Linked DNA regions of Mus musculus: all the other regions are linked to region 3. The links are chromatin contacts, called in public HiChIP or PLAC-seq maps. All regions are on one chromosome and are shown on one strand. Each heading gives the region's core, a stretch centred on a gene start, on an enhancer-like site or on the middle of the called end of the contact. The rest is flanking DNA. Distances are from core to core; before and after follow the strand shown.

Evidence for each region. HiChIP or PLAC-seq counts read pairs in DNA pulled down with a chosen protein or histone mark.
Region 1: a contact with region 3 is called in a FOXA1 HiChIP or PLAC-seq map of pancreatic cancer cells. The contact joins two enhancer-like sites. A contact is called at or near these places in 4 of 39 promoter capture datasets (the 3T3-L1 cell line, the C10 cell line, cranial neural crest and 1 more), 1 of 15 datasets of contacts at CTCF or cohesin (the NIH/3T3 cell line) and 3 of 115 datasets of contacts at active chromatin or transcription factors (T-cell acute lymphoblastic leukemia, microglia and pancreatic cancer cells).
Region 2: a FOXA1 HiChIP or PLAC-seq map of pancreatic cancer cells shows a contact between it and region 3. The contact joins two enhancer-like sites. A contact is called at or near these places in 2 of 115 datasets of contacts at active chromatin or transcription factors (Th17 cells and pancreatic cancer cells) and 1 of 9 other capture datasets (embryonic stem cells).

Annotation. Positions count from the first base shown.
Region 1 is chr11:68,870,704-68,873,403 of GRCm38.p6, reverse strand. No RefSeq gene overlaps it. Among named protein-coding and RNA genes, the nearest start is that of Rnf222, 16 kb to the left of the region's middle. Within about 2 kb of position 1,408, at least 138 of the 459 cell types and tissues checked have an H3K27ac peak or open chromatin away from gene starts, as enhancers often do. A contact at or near this core is called in the NIH/3T3 cell line, microglia and pancreatic cancer cells, where this site is marked.
Region 2 is chr11:68,088,768-68,091,467 of GRCm38.p6, reverse strand. All of the region lies in intron 6 of Stx8 (syntaxin 8), which reads right to left. Among named protein-coding and RNA genes, the nearest start is that of Stx8, 120 kb to the right of the region's middle. Within about 2 kb of position 1,432, at least 71 of the 459 cell types and tissues checked have an H3K27ac peak or open chromatin away from gene starts, as enhancers often do. A contact at or near this core is called in pancreatic cancer cells, where this site is marked.
Region 3 is chr11:68,457,004-68,459,703 of GRCm38.p6, reverse strand. The region is part of intron 1 of Pik3r5 (phosphoinositide-3-kinase regulatory subunit 5); the gene reads right to left. Among named protein-coding and RNA genes, the nearest start is that of Pik3r5, 26 kb to the right of the region's middle. Within about 2 kb of position 1,378, at least 70 of the 459 cell types and tissues checked have an H3K27ac peak or open chromatin away from gene starts, as enhancers often do. A contact at or near this core is called in the NIH/3T3 cell line, microglia and pancreatic cancer cells, where this site is marked.

The DNA of each region.
Region 1 (2,700 bases), core at 159-2,658, 410 kb before region 3:
CAGGTACAGCTTGTCTGTGTGCTTCGGTATGGGTTTGTTTGACATGACCACAGCCATCTTGAGTCATAGCCACCGTGATTGCCCCTGAGTAACCCTGGCCGGTTTTTCCTGTATGGTCTCCCAGCAAACCACAACTAGATAAAACCATTAAAGTCAAATATGGGGCTTTGAACAACCAGACCCTGGCCCCAGGAATACACCCGACTCTTTGATATTTTGTTATGAGATACCAGGTATGTTCCAGCCAGGATGAAGTCACTTTTGTCCCAGCCCACAAGTATACTCCTCTTTCTGACCCAGATTGCCAGCTATAGTTTTTACTGTCACTCAAGACTATACTTCCTTAGTAAGTTCTATAGTAAACCCCTCTCTCTGTAACCTTACATGTCTGCCTATCTGTCTGAGGTATCCTGTCCCCTTGAGGTCAGTTCACAGTTTAGGACTGGGTTTAAATAGGGCCATGTTTCCATCAGATCACTGAGAGCCACAAATATTTATAGACTAACTTCCAGTACTTGCTGGCCCCTCCTAGGCACCTATTAGAGACAAGTATGTACAAAACCTGCCTTCTCTGAGAATAAAGACACCCCTATGGGAAATGACTTCCCAGGGAAGCTTCTTGTTTTGTGTTGTTAACAACAGATAAGGCATTGTTATTTTGTTTTCCATAAGACGGACATTTGTAGACTAGACAGGAGCAGGCAATAACTTTAACGTGTTATCCGTGCCCACTTTTACTAATGGCTCCTGTTCTATTTGGTAAGACTAATGGGCACAGGAGAACGGCAGTCACTGTGGAGGCAAGAGACGTGGATGGCTTACGTGATCTGATAAAGACTTAGGGAATGGACCAGCCTTGGAAAGGCAGGAAGGGGACAATGCTGACAGCTCAAGGGACTCACTGGATCTTGGGATTTATATGGAGGTAGTTATACACATTATCCCATCTGAGCGGCAAACAGTGGCAGGAGTCAGCACTGGTGTTAGCTCCAATTCCTAAGAGGGAAAACGAGGTTCAAGGATGAAAAGTCTAAGCTCTCTGCCTTTAAGATTGTGTTCTCTTCTCTCTCTCTCTCTCTCTCTGGTTTGTTTTGGTTTTGAGCACTGGCCACAGAGCCCAGGGCCTTACCCAGGCTGGGCAAGTAGAGTACCACTGAGCCACACCCACGAACCCCTAATTTGAGCTCTTACTTGCTGTGTTATTGCACCGGCGTAGACATAAAAACATTGGCACCTGTTTGTCTCCTCCACTAAATTAGTTAGCCAGCGTTCATTCGTCCTTAGGGACAGAGGGGAGAAGTGGGTGAGAGGACCAGAAGCAGCCGTTCACACGCAGACAGCAGAGGTGGAGAGCCTTGAAGCTATGACTGGCATTTCTTACTCCCTTGCCCAAGCTCCCAGGTCTTGCTCAACTCCAGCTGAGTAACAAGGCTGGCAGGGTTGCCTCACTACTTGACAGCAGGCCCCAGCCTTCCTGGCTCAAACTCACTTCCTGTCCCAGAGTCTCTTTTGTCAGACATGATTGAGTCTCCTTCTTCCTGTTGACCTCTGCTTTTTCCCAGCTGGCCCCGGGTGGTCCCCACGTGCTGCTGTGAACCAGATCAGCTGAGGAGCCAGGACCAGGTGCCTTGCAACTTTGGGGGATTGGAGTGAGGGAGGGGAAGGAATGGGTGGGGGGCTTGGGCGTGGCCTGAGAGACACCAGAGTGGAGGCTTCTGGTGTCTGAGAACCCTTTCTGCCCATATGGTGGCCAGTTAGGATGAATGCCATTATGTCCCTGTGATAGGTGACACTAGGCATTTGCTATGGTGCCTTTTTTCTGAAAACACAGTTATCTTCCCTCATCTGGATCCTGATCACCTTGATTTGGTTTTTATTTCCTGGCCGCCTGCTAGTATTTCTTGGAGGGGCGGGGAGCTTTTTGGGTTCAGACAAGTTTATCTGGGCTGATGGAGAGACAATCAGGGTGAGGCAATGATGTCATGCCGGACTGAACAAGTGAGGGGCTTGTTTTGAAGTCTTGGCTGCTTCTAAATCGCTCAACTCCTGACGGGCCAGCGGCTTCTTTCGTTCTGTCTTCTTGCCTATGGATGGCGAAGTATTTTTATTTTATTTGAACTCGTCCAGAGCTTGTAGGACAATGGTTATGAAAGTGTTTCCTACACTGTAAGGAGGTTGTGTTTCTCAAGGCTTGGGGCTCTCTTTATTTCGTTTTCTAAATGGAACTAGACATACTTTTTCCATGATACTATCTTATTTGATAAAATACAAGCTATCCATGCAGAGACACTGACAATCTTTGTATAAGTATATCCTCAAATATGAGCACTTTGACCTACAAACATAGACATTTTATCTATTTTTATGTGTATGTCTGTGGGTGTGTATGTGCACACATCCATGGGTTCCCTTAGAGACTAGACACTTGAATCCCCTAGAACTGGAGTTAAAGACACTTGTGAGCCTCCATGTGGGTGCTGGGAAGCAAACCCAGCCCTCTGCAAGAACAGAAGTTCTCGTAACCATTGAGCCATCTCTCCAGCCCCCCCCCCCCCCCCAGTCAGTCCCCTTTGAGCCAGGGGCTCACATCTATTAGTCTTGGCTGGTATAGAATTTGCTATGCAGATCAGGTTGGCCTTGGGTCTGTCTTGATTTTCCTGCCTCTGCCTTCTGGGTGCTAGAATCACTGGTGTGTGCAGC
Region 2 (2,700 bases), core at 183-2,682, 370 kb after region 3:
ACTAGTTCAGGGGCTGGAGAGATGGCTCAGTGATCAACCACCTTTGTTGCTCTTCTAGAGGACCCAAGTTTAATTTTTAGCATGGAGGCTCCTAACTGCCTGTAATTCTATGCCCAGGGTATCTGATGCTTTCTTTAGACCTCCATGGGCACCAGGTGTGCATGTGGTGCACATACGTGTGTGTGTGTGTGTGTGTGTTTGTATGTATAGTGAAACACCCATACACACATTTAAATAAATAAAAATTCTAAAGTTATTAGTTTAAATTCCTACCTATGGGTTTCCTATTGCAGGGCACCTGGTAGGAACTCCTGCAGTGCTTCTGGAAGCCACCACTCTGGAAGCCACTCCATGGGGATGTCCCCTTGCCTGTTCACACCTTACACATGGTGGGGCGAGGGGAGGCAGTGAGCAGGGGCAGGTTAGGCAGAAAGCAAGGACCCCTGTCATGTTTTCTCCGCACCTCAAACCAGAGCCTTTCATCTGGGTCTGAAATGTGCAACAGAGGCCTGTGCTAAGACCCTTCCCAACTGCCAAACAAATGGACAGGGAGCTCTGTGTACAAAGAGCCAAGAGGTGCAAGAAAGAGCTCAAATAAAGGAACATCCAAGGAATACTCCCAAGACGAAGCCATTAGACACTAAGTCAGTGTCACAAGCTCAGACCTACCAAAAGGCAACAATGTCACACCCTTGACAACACTAAGACAGAACCCTGACTGTTAAAGAAACAAGGAAGGCAGTTACTGTACACTAGGGGCGAGCTTTAGGAAATATGCCCCAGAAGACAGAAAAGGGCATAAAAAGGACGAAACATGTTAGCAAATAAAACTGAGAGGTGGGGGATAAAGAGCTGGGAAGACAGATGAGATAACCATCAAGTAAAAGAAAGAGGACTTTTCTCTGATGTGGTAAACACTGAGTCTTCCTGTAGGAACAACCAAAATGTAAGCATTAGGTATCCGTCGTGGACAGTGTTTATCATCTGCAGAGATTGCGCCTGCGGTTCCTAACATTCAGAATACAGATACAATTCTGCAAGCATTAGGACAGCAGCAAGGGAGGAAACTCCCCAATAAAGGAAGGACACGATCTATCACACAGCATCCAGGAAATACCAGCAAACAATGGGGTAAAGAGATGTGGGGACAAATGACTGTGATCTGGGGGGACTCAGAATCTAGCCACTCGAAGCCTGCATCTGCACTAACCACAGTACCAGCCACTAGGGAGACTGAAGTGAGGTGACAGCTTGAGCCCAGGAGCTGGAGCCACATGGGTGACATAGGAAGGACCTCTATCCAAAACAAAGAAACCATCCTTGAGGGGCTATGGTGTACTCACAAAGAAAGAGACCGCAGGCAACTGCACACGGAGTCAGAGACTACTCGCCCATCTCTGGAATGCAGGGAATGAGGTCATAGAAAAGGCATGAAGCGGGATCAAACTACACAGGTTTGCTAAAGTGCTTAGTGCCTCACAGGATGCAATCACTCACATCTTCTGGCTGTGGCAGGCAGCCTTTGGCCATCGTGCCTCTTAGCCGCCATTCCGTCCCTCCTGGATTTTTATTCTTCCCAGGCTGCACTTGCAGTGAAGTTTGTGGGGTCTGTGGCAGCATCAAAAAAATTGTCTGAGTCGCTAGCTGACTACCCATCTTTAATTTCCATATATTTAAAACCACCAAGAGCTGCCACATTTTCAAACTCCAGCAAGATCACCTGACTACTTTTTTTCCATGGCAGATGCTTTTGTTAGTAACTAGAGCATCGTGTCAGAACACAAAGTGAGTGTCGGCAAGACCAAACAGTAAATACCACATGCTAAACTCATTCCGATTAGCAGAACTATGTGGCGGAGAGACTTTGCCTCACGCTGCACTAATGCTCCCCGTGTGTGGATGGGATCTGTTGGGCCAGCTTCCATTTGCAGATTCCATTTGCGGATTCCATTTGCAGAGAGAGTGACAGAAAACATGATAAACGAACAGTATGTCATAACAAAGAATTACACGGGTGTATGTGTATATACAAATATTTCTGTTTCTATGTCTGTATATGCATGCATAGATTTATATGTTAGAAAGCATATTCTAAATTTTTTGCAAACATACAACATTTATGTCTGAACAACATGTCAGAGACAATATTGTAATATCACTTACAAAGGACATTTATGTACCACACACATACCATTTCCCCACCAAAATATTTTTCAATATTTTCAGTCAGGGGTTGTGGCTCATGCTGATAATCCAAGAACTTAAGGGCAGGATTGCCACCAGTTTGAGGCCGGCCTGGGTTATACAATGAACACCCTGTCCTTCATATTGTTTTCAGATAATGAAGAAATGAATGGGGAGGAGGGGACTCAAGTTGGTTGAGTCATTATATAATAACAGAAGCTATAAATCACAGTAGTCAGTGATACCACAGAGCTTGAATCCAGGGACAGCACAGCCATGAAACTAGGAGCTAATTAACATTTCCATATTGGTTGTGAAATACAAGTAACTCCAATCCACAGTTGAGTCAATTATCACAAAGTGTGTATTTTTTAGTGTCTGTGTAGTACTGAGGACTGCACCCCAGGACCTAGAGCACACAGGACAAGCGTTCTGCCACTCAGCTCCAGGCCCAACCCTAATAATCAGGATGCGGCTATCCCAGTCACATTTTACCTAGGCCAAGAAAGGAGGCTG
Region 3 (2,700 bases), core at 129-2,628:
GGGGTTGTGAAACGGTACAAAGTTGAAAAACACAGTTTGGCAATTTCACAAAATTAAACAATCGCCTAGCCTTTGACCTAATTAGTGTGTTCCTCCCCACAAAAGAAGTGAAACCTTATGTTGACAAGAGACTTGTGCAATACTTGTTCATAGAAAGTTTGATTCAAAATTATCTCCCACCCGCACCACCCTGATCTATCAACAGAAGGATGATTGCTGGTACATAATGTATTATTATGATACAATGTATCATTACTGAGCCTACAGAGAAGAGGGGGTTATGAATACATGTAATGACATGGATGCAACCCCAAAACATGGTGTGTGAAGAAATAAAATAACGGCAGGTGCTTTTTTGACTCCACTTGCAAGAAGTTTTAAAACAGACGAAATGAATGAGTGGAGAAATAAATCAAGAGGGCGGTCACCTGCAAGCTAACAGAGAATGTGTTCTAGGAATGGGCATAAGGGAATGTTTACAGGCTGACGCTTCAAACCCCAGGGAATCCCCAAACCAGCAGAACTGTATAGGAATCAAGGGATTGCTCCCTGCCCCCTTACATTTTTTCTTGTGCTTTTTACTCCCCTGGGACACAGTTCAATCTCTGACACAGTTCACGAGACCCCAGGAGATCCAGCCCCTTCCCTCCAGGCTGGTACCAAACTCCTGACATCACCATGCAATTTGCACTCTTCTGTCTTGAACTCTTCTCGTTAATACCCTCATTTAGTTGTCATGTTTATTTTTGTATCTGGGTGTTTTGTCTGCATATGTGTCTCTGGACCACTTGTGCCTGGTGCCAGAGGAGGCCAGAAGAGGGCATCACATCTCTCGGAGATGGAGTTACAGATGGTTGTGAGCTGTCATGTGGGTCCTTAGAACTGAACCAAAGTCCTCCAAAAGGGTGGCCAGAGCTCCCAGCTGCTGAATCATCTCTCAGCCATATCTTTTTTAAAAATACATTTGTGTGTGTGTGTGTGTGTGCATCTACCACCGTGCATGTGAGATCAGAGGACAACTAACAACAGTCACTTCTCTCCCTGCACCATGTGAGTTCCCGGGTTGAACTTGGGGTCTCAGGTTTGGTGACAAGTGTCACTTCCCACTCAGCTACCCTACTGACTCTTTCAGCTTATTGTTTTAAGGTAGGTCTTTTGACCCCCCGGCTGGTTACAAGGCCATTATCCACATTATCCACAGCCTCTCTGCTTCCCCAGCGACTACATTACAATTGTCTGGTTCCATTTCTGGCCACGGGAGCCTGTCGACCGTGTTAATGGTTCTGATTCCATGACTGGGCATGGGGCCTGGACTGAGTCTCCTTGAACAATAAGCATACAAACCAAAGCTCCACCCCAATATGTCCCCGAGAGTATATGAGCAATAGGGGATATTCCTCAGGCCTGAGGGGAAATCACATCGACTACAACACCCCGGTGACTCAGTCTGCAGAGATGTTGATTAAGTCAATTCTGGACACCCACAGTGAGGGCACGATGCCTGGAAGACCAGCTTCCTCCTTTTTTTCCCTCAGCTAAAGGCCAAAGAAAAAGGTTCAGGTCAGAACCCAAACTTCCTAAGAGCCACCCTAAAGACCAGAACATGAAAACAGAACCTATTCTTGGCTCTCTCCCTTTGCCTCCTCCCCACACTAAGAGAGCAACCACCATGTTGAGAATTAGTGGACAACGCTAAACTTCCCGATGCCCCTGCCAGGATGGGTTCCCGTGGGATTCCAGTTGATATCTTTTTTAATTCTTTATTTTTTCCTTTTGTAAAAAAATAAACAATTCTTTTAAAGATCTCTTTAAAGATTTCGTTTTTATTTGTATGAGTGGTTGCTTGCATTGTATATATGAACACCAACCTCTACTAACCTCAATGGCTTCATTAGGAAGGTGGTATCTTTCTTCAGACAGATTCTGACAGAATCCCAGACCAGACCTGGTGCCACACCGACCCTGGATCCCCTTCCTGCTGGCCACACGGGCCTCTGTGACCTTTTCTGGGAAAACCTGCCATGAGTGCCTTCCTAGCCAAGACCACCTACACCTGGTTTGAGCCAGCTAGTCAGATGGTGAAATGTGACCCTCGCTGTGTTAAACACACAGTCTGTTGCCTGTCATATCATAAGTAGTTTATCCACAAATGTGTCAATGCTGCCATCACCACCACTGAGACCAAGCTCTACCTCTAGTTAATGGATGGGTACCCCACGAGCTGTAAGATTGGTACTACCAGTTTCCCACTGTAGTATTTGATGGAGATCTGGCAAAGTTAGGGCAAGCAGTGGGTAATGAATACCACCACTGCCATCGCTGACAACTGGGTGCCTGGACCACAAGTTTGACCTGACATGAAGTTTGGTAACTGGTATGTGGCTATGATAACTGTCACTAACCAGATTGAATTCTAAGTAGCCACAACCCAGAATCTTCTAAAAGAGAGACTCAACTGAGGGACTGCCTAGATTAGGTTGGCCTCAAGGCATGTCCTTGGGGGTTTTGAGCTAGATAAGACAGGAGAGAACTAGATGAGACCGAGGAGATGGACTGTAATCTGGAATTATGAGCCAGTTCTTCCCTAAGTTTCTTTTGGTCAGTGTATTTTGGCACAGACAGAAACAGAGATGGAGCTAGGACAGCTAGGATAGGAGGAGGAGACTTTTCTGAGTCCATAAAGACTCAGATGCCCTAGAG